3 separate regions of the Mus musculus genome follow, and regions 2 and 3 are each linked to region 1. The links are chromatin contacts, called in public promoter capture Hi-C maps. All regions are on one chromosome and are shown on one strand. Each heading gives the region's core, a stretch centred on a gene start, on an enhancer-like site or on the middle of the called end of the contact. The rest is flanking DNA. Distances are from core to core; before and after follow the strand shown.

Region 1 (3,138 bases), core at 214-2,713:
AGTTCAAGGCCAGCCTGGTCCACACAGTAAATTCCAAGAGAGCCAAGACCATAGTAAGTTATCTCCCTCCACCTCAAACACCAAAAATTAAAAACAAAACAAGCAAACAACAACAACAAAAAAAACAAAACGACAAAACACACACACACACACACAACCAAACCACCTGAAGAGCTCCAAGGAACCCAGCTTGGGAAAGGATATTTCTATGATACAGCGAAGCCATTGCTATTCCACAAAGCTCTACCCCAAACAAAGGTGAGGCCCAGTGCCCAGCTCCACCCCCAAGCACACCTGCAGGTTCACGCCTTTTAACAGATGGCCTGGTAGTTCAGGGGTAAGAATCAACTAAGGAGCAAGGGCTCATTCCCTCTCCTGTCCTCACCAGAGCCTCTCAGAAACACAAGGGTGAGGAAGTGTCCATCCTAGGCTCAGTGGGCAGAAGCAGATTCAGGTCTGACTCCATCAGTGACACCCCTTCCCAATGCCTTCTTCCCTGAACAGTTTCCCCTAAAATCTGCGTGGAGCTAAATGTAAACAGAATATCAAATCGGCACTCAAAAGTCTGGTTTCTATTTCTACCCAAGTCTTCTCAGGTGCATCAGGTACCACCTGGCCCTGTGGAAGCAAATTCTTATTTAAAGGACCAATTTGAAGTCCTTTTCTGGAGTGGGGGGAGGGGTCAGAATCGAGCCCTGGACACACTGCAGGCTTCCGCTATCCCAGGCATCCCGATGGCCTACTGCTTCTACTTGTTGGAAAAGGATGTCACCTCCAAAAAAGACCTGTTGCTCACAAGAGGCCAAGCTTACGAGGCTCGCCCCAGGCCACGACAAGGGTCGGGCCTTGATGGTGTCTTCCTCAATACGCCGTACATTCCAGAGGCAGAGACTTATTTCTTCGTCCTGGTGGTCTAACATCTAGCCTGGCACCTGGGGTGCTAAGTCAATGCCCGGATCCACCCCGTAACCTTGGATGAGGAGGTCACCCTAGAACCCCGCGTCACCATCCGCCTCTCTCGCGGCCATTGTTCCAACCAGTCAGGTGCTCACTATCCAGGGACTTACCTGGCTGGGAGCAGCCATAGCGGGGCTAGCGGGCTGGTAGGACCAGCTGTGCCCCAAGTGCCAGAGATAGCTGGGTCGGCAGTTGTGCCAGTTCAGTTTCCGCGCCCCCAATCGCCACCAATAGCAACGCCGGTGGCGTCGCCGCGTCCCGCCCACCGCAATTAAAGGAGAAGCGCCCTAGGTTTTTGTCCGCCGACCGGAAGTCGGGTCGTTCGATAGGCGTCAAGCTCTTGTCCTCCCGCTCTTCCAGATGAGGTGACCCGCCGAGCAGCCAAAAGCCTCAGTTCGCTGTCACACTTTCCTCCTAAGAACTTAAAAAAAAAAATCTTAGATGAAGGTTTCGGCCCTTCAGCTCTAGCTCAGGTAACGGAGCGCGCAGCCATCGGGGAAATGAAGTTCTACATAGCACTTATACCCCACAGTCTTAATAAAGGTAGAACTACATTTACCGAGATGCTCCGGGGCGGGCGGAGTTTTACCATTATGAGTGACAGGCTTAAGTATCCCGGAAGGAGGATACTGACTGGCCTTGCTCTTGGCTTAAAACGTCCGATCAAGGCGCCATGGAGAACCAGGTTATTAGCGCCTTGGGACCCCAGAATGGTTCGTTCCTGCGAATACTCCTAAGTGTCTATTTAAAAAAAAAAAAAATGGAGTCATTCAAGAGTCAGAACCATGGTGCAGAAAGACATATGTTCAATTCTTAATTCTCTACTGGGTGACCTCAGGAAAAATGCGTCTACTCCGAGGGCCTGCCTCCGCGTTTGTCTTAAGAGGGGATGTGACTGCGGCCCGTCTTGCTCGGAACTCTTTAGCCTTAAGAAGGCTTTGGGTCGTAGCCTGACCTTAGCTCCAAAAAAAAAAAAAAGGTGAAAGAAGCAATCGTCGGGCGGAACCACCAGAGGCCGTCCTTTTCCACCTTCTGCAATGAAAGCAGCCGAAGCCCAGAGTGACCTGTGCATCTGACCTGAACTGGATGTTTTGTAAGATTCAAGAACCTTCCATCCATCATCTCTCCTGGGCCGGCCAACTTGTCCATACTCAAAACACTAATTAGGATCTGGCTGTGTCCTGAGGTTTCTTACCACATGCCTAGGCTTGAAACTGTGTCCCTAAATCTGCAGGGACAGTAAACTCAGAAACTGGCGTGTGGGGGAGTGTATTTGGACCTAAAAGAATGATTCATTGGTTCAGAGTGTATATGGTTCTCCCAGAGGACGAAAGTTCTATTCCCAGCTCCCATGTCAGATGGTTTACAACTGCCTGGAACTCCAGTTCTGAGGCAGTTCAACACCTCTTGTCTCCTGAGGCACACACACACACACCATTAAAAATAATTCTTTTAGTGTTTTGATGAGAGATACAGGATCTATATCTGATCCTATTTTAACTATGTTGGCATAGAATTGGTACCTTGACATTAGAAATGTTTAAGCTAATTTAACATAGGCAAGGTGAAAGTCTCAAGACAAAAATAGGTGCTCACAAATTCCCAGCCTTCCCATAAACAGTTTTCAGTTTTTCTCTTGTCAATAAGTGTGTCACGAGCACCCCATGCCAGAAACATGATGGTCACGTTTGTATATTCCTACAATGTCAAAATGAATTGCCTCTCAGGAAATTCCCAAGCTGTAGCAGTTTGCTGCTTTTCCAGATAAGGTCTCTCTATGTGGTCCTAGCGTTCCTTCCTCTGGCAGCCACAGACTTTTTATTTTTACTTTTTTAGGAATGTCATATGTAGGAATGTTTTGCCTACCTGTATGTATATGTACCATACTTATGTCTGATGTCTTATGAAGACGCCGGATCCCCTGGAACTGGCGTTGCAAACAGTTGTGAGCTGTCACGTGGGTGCTGGGTCTGAAACCCAGTCCCAAGTAACCTTAAACCAGCCCCACTAATCTTTTTCTGTTGCCTTGCTTTTTTTCTTTTCTTTCTTTTTTTTAAGAATATTGTGGGGTAGCCACCAGAGGAGACTGCTAAGACACGGATTTAAGCCAATAAAAAGTCTTTATTAGCCAGCCAGCAACTACACTGGGTGTTGTTCAAGATCCCATTGTAGCCGCAAGGC
Region 2 (3,389 bases), core at 294-2,793, 2.0 Mb after region 1:
AGAATCCATTTATTTGGTTCCAAATATTAAATAGAGAGGCAGTGTCAAGGGTTTAGTAGTTTGATGACCTGGGTGTTACAGTCTGGGGCCAAATCTCGGCTCAACCTTTTGGATGAACCTCACCTTGATTTAGTCACTTAGGAACTCTGGGTCAGCCTTTTTTACCAAATAGAAATAGGACCGCCCACACCTAGTTCTGGCAATACTCTAAGGGTCTGTAACATATACAAAGCCACGTAAGCACATGCTTTTATTACCCTGGGATAGGCCAAGGGCATCTTGTTTTGTTTTTCATTGTTGTTTTTTCCCCTTTCCACTCTACTTCAGGTCTCATCTTTCCAAGCAAGCCATTTCTGGCTGCTCACAGGCACTTTTATTTCACTGGGACAGTGTGGGAAAGCCTTCCTAAGGAAAAATCTAGTCGTCTCCAGTAACACAAATGGGTCAGTCGGCCAAAAAGTCAAGTCTGTAGAAACCATTTTACATGTTTTTCATCCCAAAACCTCCATCTATGAAACGATTCAACCACAGACGGGGTCCCTGAGAAATTCCAGTTCCAGGGTTGCTACACAATAATAATATTAGGCTCACCAGAGCATTTAAACCTAGAACTGTGTGTCCATACAAGTTTTTTTCCCCCCACAGAATCACGTTTTAGAGGGTAGTCTGCCCCTCTCACATCTTAGATGAGACACCGTCTGTTGCTCAGAGCTCTGACACAATTGTCATCTGTAACTTTGTTTCATTCTGATACTGTCACTCTCCTGAGTTCCCCTCTTCATATAGTTTCAGTGAGTTCCTATCCAGAGAGCAGTTCTTGAGTCAACTTACTTGAGCTCAAATACTAAGTCTACTACTGTGGAACTACACATCAATTTATTATCTGAAAATAGAGGATAATCCCTATCTCAGACGGCTGCAAGTTAATTGACCTTAAGTAGTTGGCCAATTAAATCCTGGCTCTGGGATCAGAGGTCCAGGAAGGCAGCAGTGTTAACTGTCCCAACACTTCACCCGCAAAGGCCTTTGACCTCTGAGGCTTCGGTCTCCATTATCTCCCTGAACACTCAAAACTTAAATCCGCGTTCAGGGTGTGTCAGTAGCGAGTAAAAGTTATGCCCACGATGCAGCTAAACCAGAGATGCGCACTGAGGCTTTCGACGGCTTCGTGGATGCGCCAGGACACTGAAGACTAGGGCTAGGTAACAGAGCTGCTCCTTTGCAGAGTTACAGTAGCCAATGCCAGCGTCTGGCTGAGAGGCGTGTCTCCAGGGATTCAGGGGGCGTGGCCTCTCGGACCGCTCCAGGGGGCGTGGCGCCTCGCCTTCTGCTTGGGCCAAGGCTCTCTTTCGCTAAGCGCACGCGTACTTCCCGAGAGGCGGAACGGCGGGCGGCGCGCACGCGGCGCTTCCCGGAAGACGGCGAATGGGCCACCGAGGGAGGGAGCACAGTGCTCCCGAGGGCGGGGCGCGAGGCGGAAGCGCCGAGGTCAGCTGACAGGGTCTCGTGACGGCCGGGGCGGCGGCCACGCACGCGCGTTAGGGTTCAGCGCTCGCAAGCCTGGTGGAAGATGGCGGCGTCCAGGGCGAGCCTCTGAGAGGCAGAGGGAGGAGCGGAGGGGTGGGGGCCGCGGCGCAGGAACCCGCGGCGACAGGCCCCGGCGGGGAAAAGGAAAGCGAGAGGGGACGGGGCCGGCGGCGCCTCCATCCTACTCAAGACGTGGAGCCGGCGGCGGGCGGAGCTCGGGCTGGAGCGCCTCCAGCCTCCTGCGAAGGTAAAGCCGCCTCCGGCTCTGGGTTTCTGCGATGCCGCTTCCCACCTTCGGGGACCCGGGGGCTCCGGGCAGGGACCCCAGAGCGGGCGGCGTTAAGCTGCTGTGTGTGGCTCGAACCTGCTGAAGCCGCGATCCTCCGTCCAGGGATCCCTGCGCTCGGACCCTCCCCTCCCCCGGCTCTGAGTGACATTTGCCCGGGGCACTGCCCGGCAGCCCCACCCCTCTCTCTGCCTGGCCGTCTTTTCTCCCATCACTATCCCTGTCCCCCACTTCTCTCGGCAACTCTCCCCGACTCAACTCCACACCTCCTTCCCCTGTGGGCTCCGCCCTCGGGATTCCCTCCTGGATGCCGGCGCCTCCGGTTTTCTTAGGTTAGCGGTCCTGCTTCCTTCCTCTGGGGTCCCGCGTAGACTCGATTTTTTTTTTTTTTTCTTTCTTTTTTCCTCGTCTCAGTTTTGTTTCGATTTGATGGGAAAGGAGGGGCAGCTGCTGTTCTCTTCCTCAAGTCCTTTATCAAACACCAAGTTTTCCCCCCAAGGCTTTTCCTTCTTGTAAAGTAGCCTGGCCTGTTCACTGTTGCCCGTGCTGGGCTGTGATTTCACCTCTGAACGCGGCTTTTGGTGTAGGTGAAGCAGCACTTTGGACGCCCAATGAAGTGGGTGTTGAGAGTACACCTGCGTGCCCCCGCCCCCCAAAAAACCCCTATTGTAAGATGCTAAATTAGCCACTCTTACCTTGAAACCGTTTCCCTAATCACTTGGTGGAAGGATGATGTAAATAAAAATCGCCCCCTAACACAGAGATGAACTCCCAAAGTAGTGATTTTTTACTTCCACGATCTGCTTTTCCCGTTTATTCTATAGTTTAGTTTTTTTTTTTGTTGTTGTTGTTTCTAGTGCCTCATTGTTTAACTTAATTTAGCTTACAGCATAAAAGCCCCTTTAATTTTCATATATAGTATAAACCAATGTTTAAGTTGCAATATCGCAAATGGTGGCTCTGGCTGTTAATACCACATTACGTTCAGGGACGGGACCGCCAGTCCTAGTTGAGAAAACACTGAGTTCACATTTGTTTGGAAACAGGAAGTACAAACAAATTAAAGGAGAAAAAGAGGAGCCAGAGTTAAGAAACAGGGATGTAAAGACCTTAAAGCTAGCTTGAGTCCTGGGCCAATACCAGCATTCGTATTCCCCCGAGAAACTATGGATATTCTTTTCTAATGCAGTAGTAGTAGTGTAAATCATACTAGCAAGCGTGACTGCAAACAAACCAAGTTCTAAAACGTGAATGTGCACAGTAATAAAGTTGCACACTGGTGGAGAGCATGAATTATTTGGTTACCCAGGCAGATGGTAATAACCTGTTTTTCTTAAACTTAGAAGAAAGGTTAATAGTGGAACCTAGTTCCCAATAGATACTAAGGTAGAGTTGAAATCAAAAGATCATGTTATACCTTTGTTGGCCCCATTCCTCCAGCACTTGTAATTACACGGGTGAGTTTGCAATGTCCCTTTCAGACTTCTCTCCTGCTTCTCTGAGGAAAGTGTAAACAGAATTATGCAGCTACATGGCAGCCCAGTTTTGCTTGTTGCTAAGGCTTTGGTCTAATATC
Region 3 (3,251 bases), core at 442-2,941, 2.2 Mb before region 1:
CTTCTAACATTCTGAAGAAGATAGAACAAAGAAGTTCCTTCCATCCTCAGCCTCTTTTTAAGTTTTAACTTTGTTCTTAAAAAAATACAGTATATTAAAAAAAAGTCATTACTATCAAAGTTTGGTTGCTACTAAAAGGAATAAAAATCCTTTTAGCTTGCTTTTCCTCAGGCTTAATGTAACAAAATTGTAAAAATAAACTAGCAGATGTTTTGTCTTAGAAAAAAAGAGCTGTGTATTTCTCCATCACAAACCTAGAATTTCCTAGATAGAAGATCACAGCACTGAAACAAAATGTGGAAAGAAAAAAAAAAGCTGAGAAGAACTTCAGTTACATAGTTTTTATAGTGACAGGCAGATTTTAGAAATTTTTGCTGGACATTTTAGAAATTACAAAGAAAAAAACCGGCAAAGCATTGATCAAGTTAATCAAGGTTAAGAAACAGCCCTTATCAAGAACAGAAAGGCAAGCCCCTCCCACCCACGCGGAGGTGGAAAAAAAAAAGGGGGGGGGGAGGCTGCATTTAAGTGAGGATTTAAAGCGGAATTTTAGAGCTCCGAGAGTTTGATACCATATACAGAGGAGGATCTCTTTCCGGAGCGCACAGAGGTGACGTGTATCAACTGCGCTTATGGAAGAATCGGTTCTAATGGAAGAAAAGCGGGGCCTGGTAATGGTAACCTTCTCTCCTCAGCACAAAGCACCAGTACAAGGTGAGGAAACCCATGGGGACCCAATGCCCTCTCCGGCCAGCAGGACTCGGTTTCCCAAGCAGAGCAGCACCCTCCCCAAGCACCCACCCAGTCCTTGGGCCTCGCTTAAGTAACAGCATTCTTCAGTTAGTACGAGCACTCCTGTCCGCCTCCCGGAGGAGCGGAGCCGCAAGCCAGACCGCAAAGCCGCTATGTTTCTCCGCAGACCTAGGCCACCGCTGCCCCGGACGTCACGAGGACAAGGGCCCAACCCTCAACCTTCCCCAGTCGGCAGGTCGGTCGTCCGCCAGGCCGCTCGCCCGCCCGCCCGTCTGCCCTCCTCTTGGAAGGGGCGTCCGGCGCGCACTCCGGACAGCGTGAGCGACCAACAGCAGGGCGCGCGCCGCAAAACCGGGGGGTCGCGGGGTGGCGCGCGCCCCGGAAGCCGTTCTAGCCCACGGGCCACAGCTGAGAGCCAACGGGGACGCGCACGTCGGGCGGCTACGCGCAACGAGAGGACCGCACAGCGCGCACGATAACGCACGCGCGCGCGCAGAAAAATGAGAAAAAAAAAAAAAAGAAAAAAAAAAGCCACGCTCGTGCGCGCGCGCCTCCGCGCGCCCCCGTGCGCCGCGCCCACCCGCCCCTCAGGCCCGCCCCTCCCCCACCCGTGGGGCGGAGGCTCGCGAGCCGAGGGACGTTCTCCGCTCTGAAGCCGCCCTGAGGTCGCCTGGGCCCAGCGGCAGCGGCCCGCCCGCCCCCGCCCGCCCGCCGTTGTGTAGGGTGGGCCTGCCGCCTTCGAGCCAGAGCCTTGCTGCGTCCCCGCCCTCACCAGAGCCCTCACCCGGCGACGTCACCGCCGCCGCTGCCTCCGTTCTACCCGCCGGCCCCGCTTCACCGCCCGGGGCCTCGGTTCTGCCGTCGCCGCTCCGAGACCGACAGGATTTTCTCCTCACAGCTCCCTGGGCGCCATCTTACATTCAGCCCTCACGGCCAATGGGAGCCGAAGGCCCTTCTCGCGAGAACCGGAGCGTCGGATCCCGCGAGAGCTGCCTGCCAGGCTTAAAGGGAACGCTGCAGCCACAGAGGGAACCGGTTGGAGTGGAGAGCGTACCCCTCGTTGTGGGAAGGAGCGCCACGCCCATGGGCACCCCTCCATGCGGGGCGGGGCTTAGGCCCGGGGTTCAGCATCCAGGGGTATTTTGCCCCTGCCCTGGGTCTGAAAGCATGCTTTTTGAAGCCACCTACGGTGTCCCGCTAGCGCCTCCTCTAGTTGCACAGTTCCACGCGAGGCGGGGCCGGGCCTAGCTCGGCCTCGTGGTTAAGGTGGCCCCCTTTCAAACCCCTGAACTGGGCGCAGCTTTAACCATTGTGCCGCGCCTGGGAAGCGCTCGGGGCGTTAGTGCACGGGAGAAAACAGCTTCAGGAACCCCCAGCACCACCTCTCATCTGAGATCGCTTTGCCACAGTCAGGTCCACCTTAAAGCAGGCCTTGGGTAGCCTAGTGTTTGTATACAGGGAAAATGTGGAAGGCTTTAAAGCTGCAGGCACTCACCTACAGCCTCACCAGAAGCTCCCAGCAACCCAGGGGGCCCTCAGTCTGGGGCAAACCTTAGTGCCTTCTGCACTTGTTCCTGTCCTAGCAAACTCTAATCTTCAAATTCTTCAGAAGTCAATTTCTGAGACGGGGTCCAATCCAAGGGCCAGCATAGCCAGGAATCTCATCTCAGCACCGTATAGACATCCAGGGAGTTTGCTGGGGTCCCCAAACTGGAAAGGCCACAACAGCATTCATGATTTATCTCACTATGCTTAAATAGTTGACAGGGCTTTTTTCTAAATGATCACACGGGGGGTCATGTGTCTCTTGATCTCTAGCCACAAAGACACAAACCTAGATCCCTCCATAGGACTGGTGACTGTGCAACAGCATCTCTGGGGTTCTCAGGTTTATCATAGTAAGTGCTGAGCTAATTCCAGCCATGCACCTGCCTTTGAGAACCAAGTGCAGTAGTGACTTTGTGGCTGGCTCTTTTCTGGGGAAGTGCATTCTTCCAGAAGACATATGAGACCCACCACTGCCAGCTAACAAACTATTTCTCCAGGGTCCTCAGATATTAGAAAGGCAGACAACAGAGAGACGCCAGAGGGATTTAGTTATTCTTTATTGAAACGGAGTGTGGAGTGCTGAAGGGCACCCCCAGCCTCCAGGATGAGGTAGGGCCACATGTATTCAGTTCATATTTTGCCTGGGTCTTCTTTTAGTGTGACAGTTCGGTTGAAGACAATCTGAAAGGCAGTAGAAGAAAAATGACCAACAACCCCGAACCGGGCTTCTTACTTCCCCTTCATCACCTAGGAGGTGAGGTATCATGGAGGTGAGGTACCAAGGTTGTCAATAACTCTGTAATTTCAGATAAAGGACTAGATGCCTGTGCTGTGCCTTAGTTTCATGAGGATTATGACAAACTCTAAGCTTGCCTGCTACTTTGAAGAGTAAAAAAGTTAGGGCCGGGGCTGGAGAGGTGGCTCAGCAGTTGAGAGCACCGACTGCTCTT

The links. Promoter capture Hi-C pulls out the DNA fragments that hold promoters and counts their contacts.
Region 2: a contact with region 1 is called in a promoter capture Hi-C map of pre-B cells. The contact joins the promoter of Dnajc13 here to the promoter of Poc1a in region 1. A contact is called at or near these places in 3 of 39 promoter capture datasets (cranial neural crest, hippocampal neurons and pre-B cells) and 2 of 115 datasets of contacts at active chromatin or transcription factors (embryonic forebrain and large pre-B cells).
Region 3: a promoter capture Hi-C map of erythroid cells shows a contact between it and region 1, with 10 times the contacts expected there. The contact joins the promoter of Qrich1 here to the promoter of Poc1a in region 1. A contact is called at or near these places in 2 of 39 promoter capture datasets (erythroid cells and pre-B cells).

What each region holds. Positions count from the first base shown.
Region 1 is chr9:106,279,386-106,282,523 of GRCm38.p6, reverse strand. Poc1a (POC1 centriolar protein A) reads right to left here and starts at 1,463. Exons shown (of 11, transcript NM_027354.2): 1 at 1,068-1,463. The coding sequence starts at 1,085.
Region 2 is chr9:104,261,084-104,264,472 of GRCm38.p6, reverse strand. Dnajc13 (DnaJ heat shock protein family (Hsp40) member C13) reads left to right here and starts at 1,543. Exons shown (of 56, transcript NM_001163026.1): 1 at 1,543-1,774.
Region 3 is chr9:108,515,527-108,518,777 of GRCm38.p6, reverse strand. It overlaps Qrich1 (glutamine-rich 1), which reads right to left and starts at 1,691. Exons shown (of 10, transcript NM_175143.5): 1 at 1,538-1,691. It overlaps Qars (glutaminyl-tRNA synthetase), which reads right to left. Exons shown (of 24, transcript NM_133794.2): 24 at 2,837-2,982. The coding sequence ends at 2,932.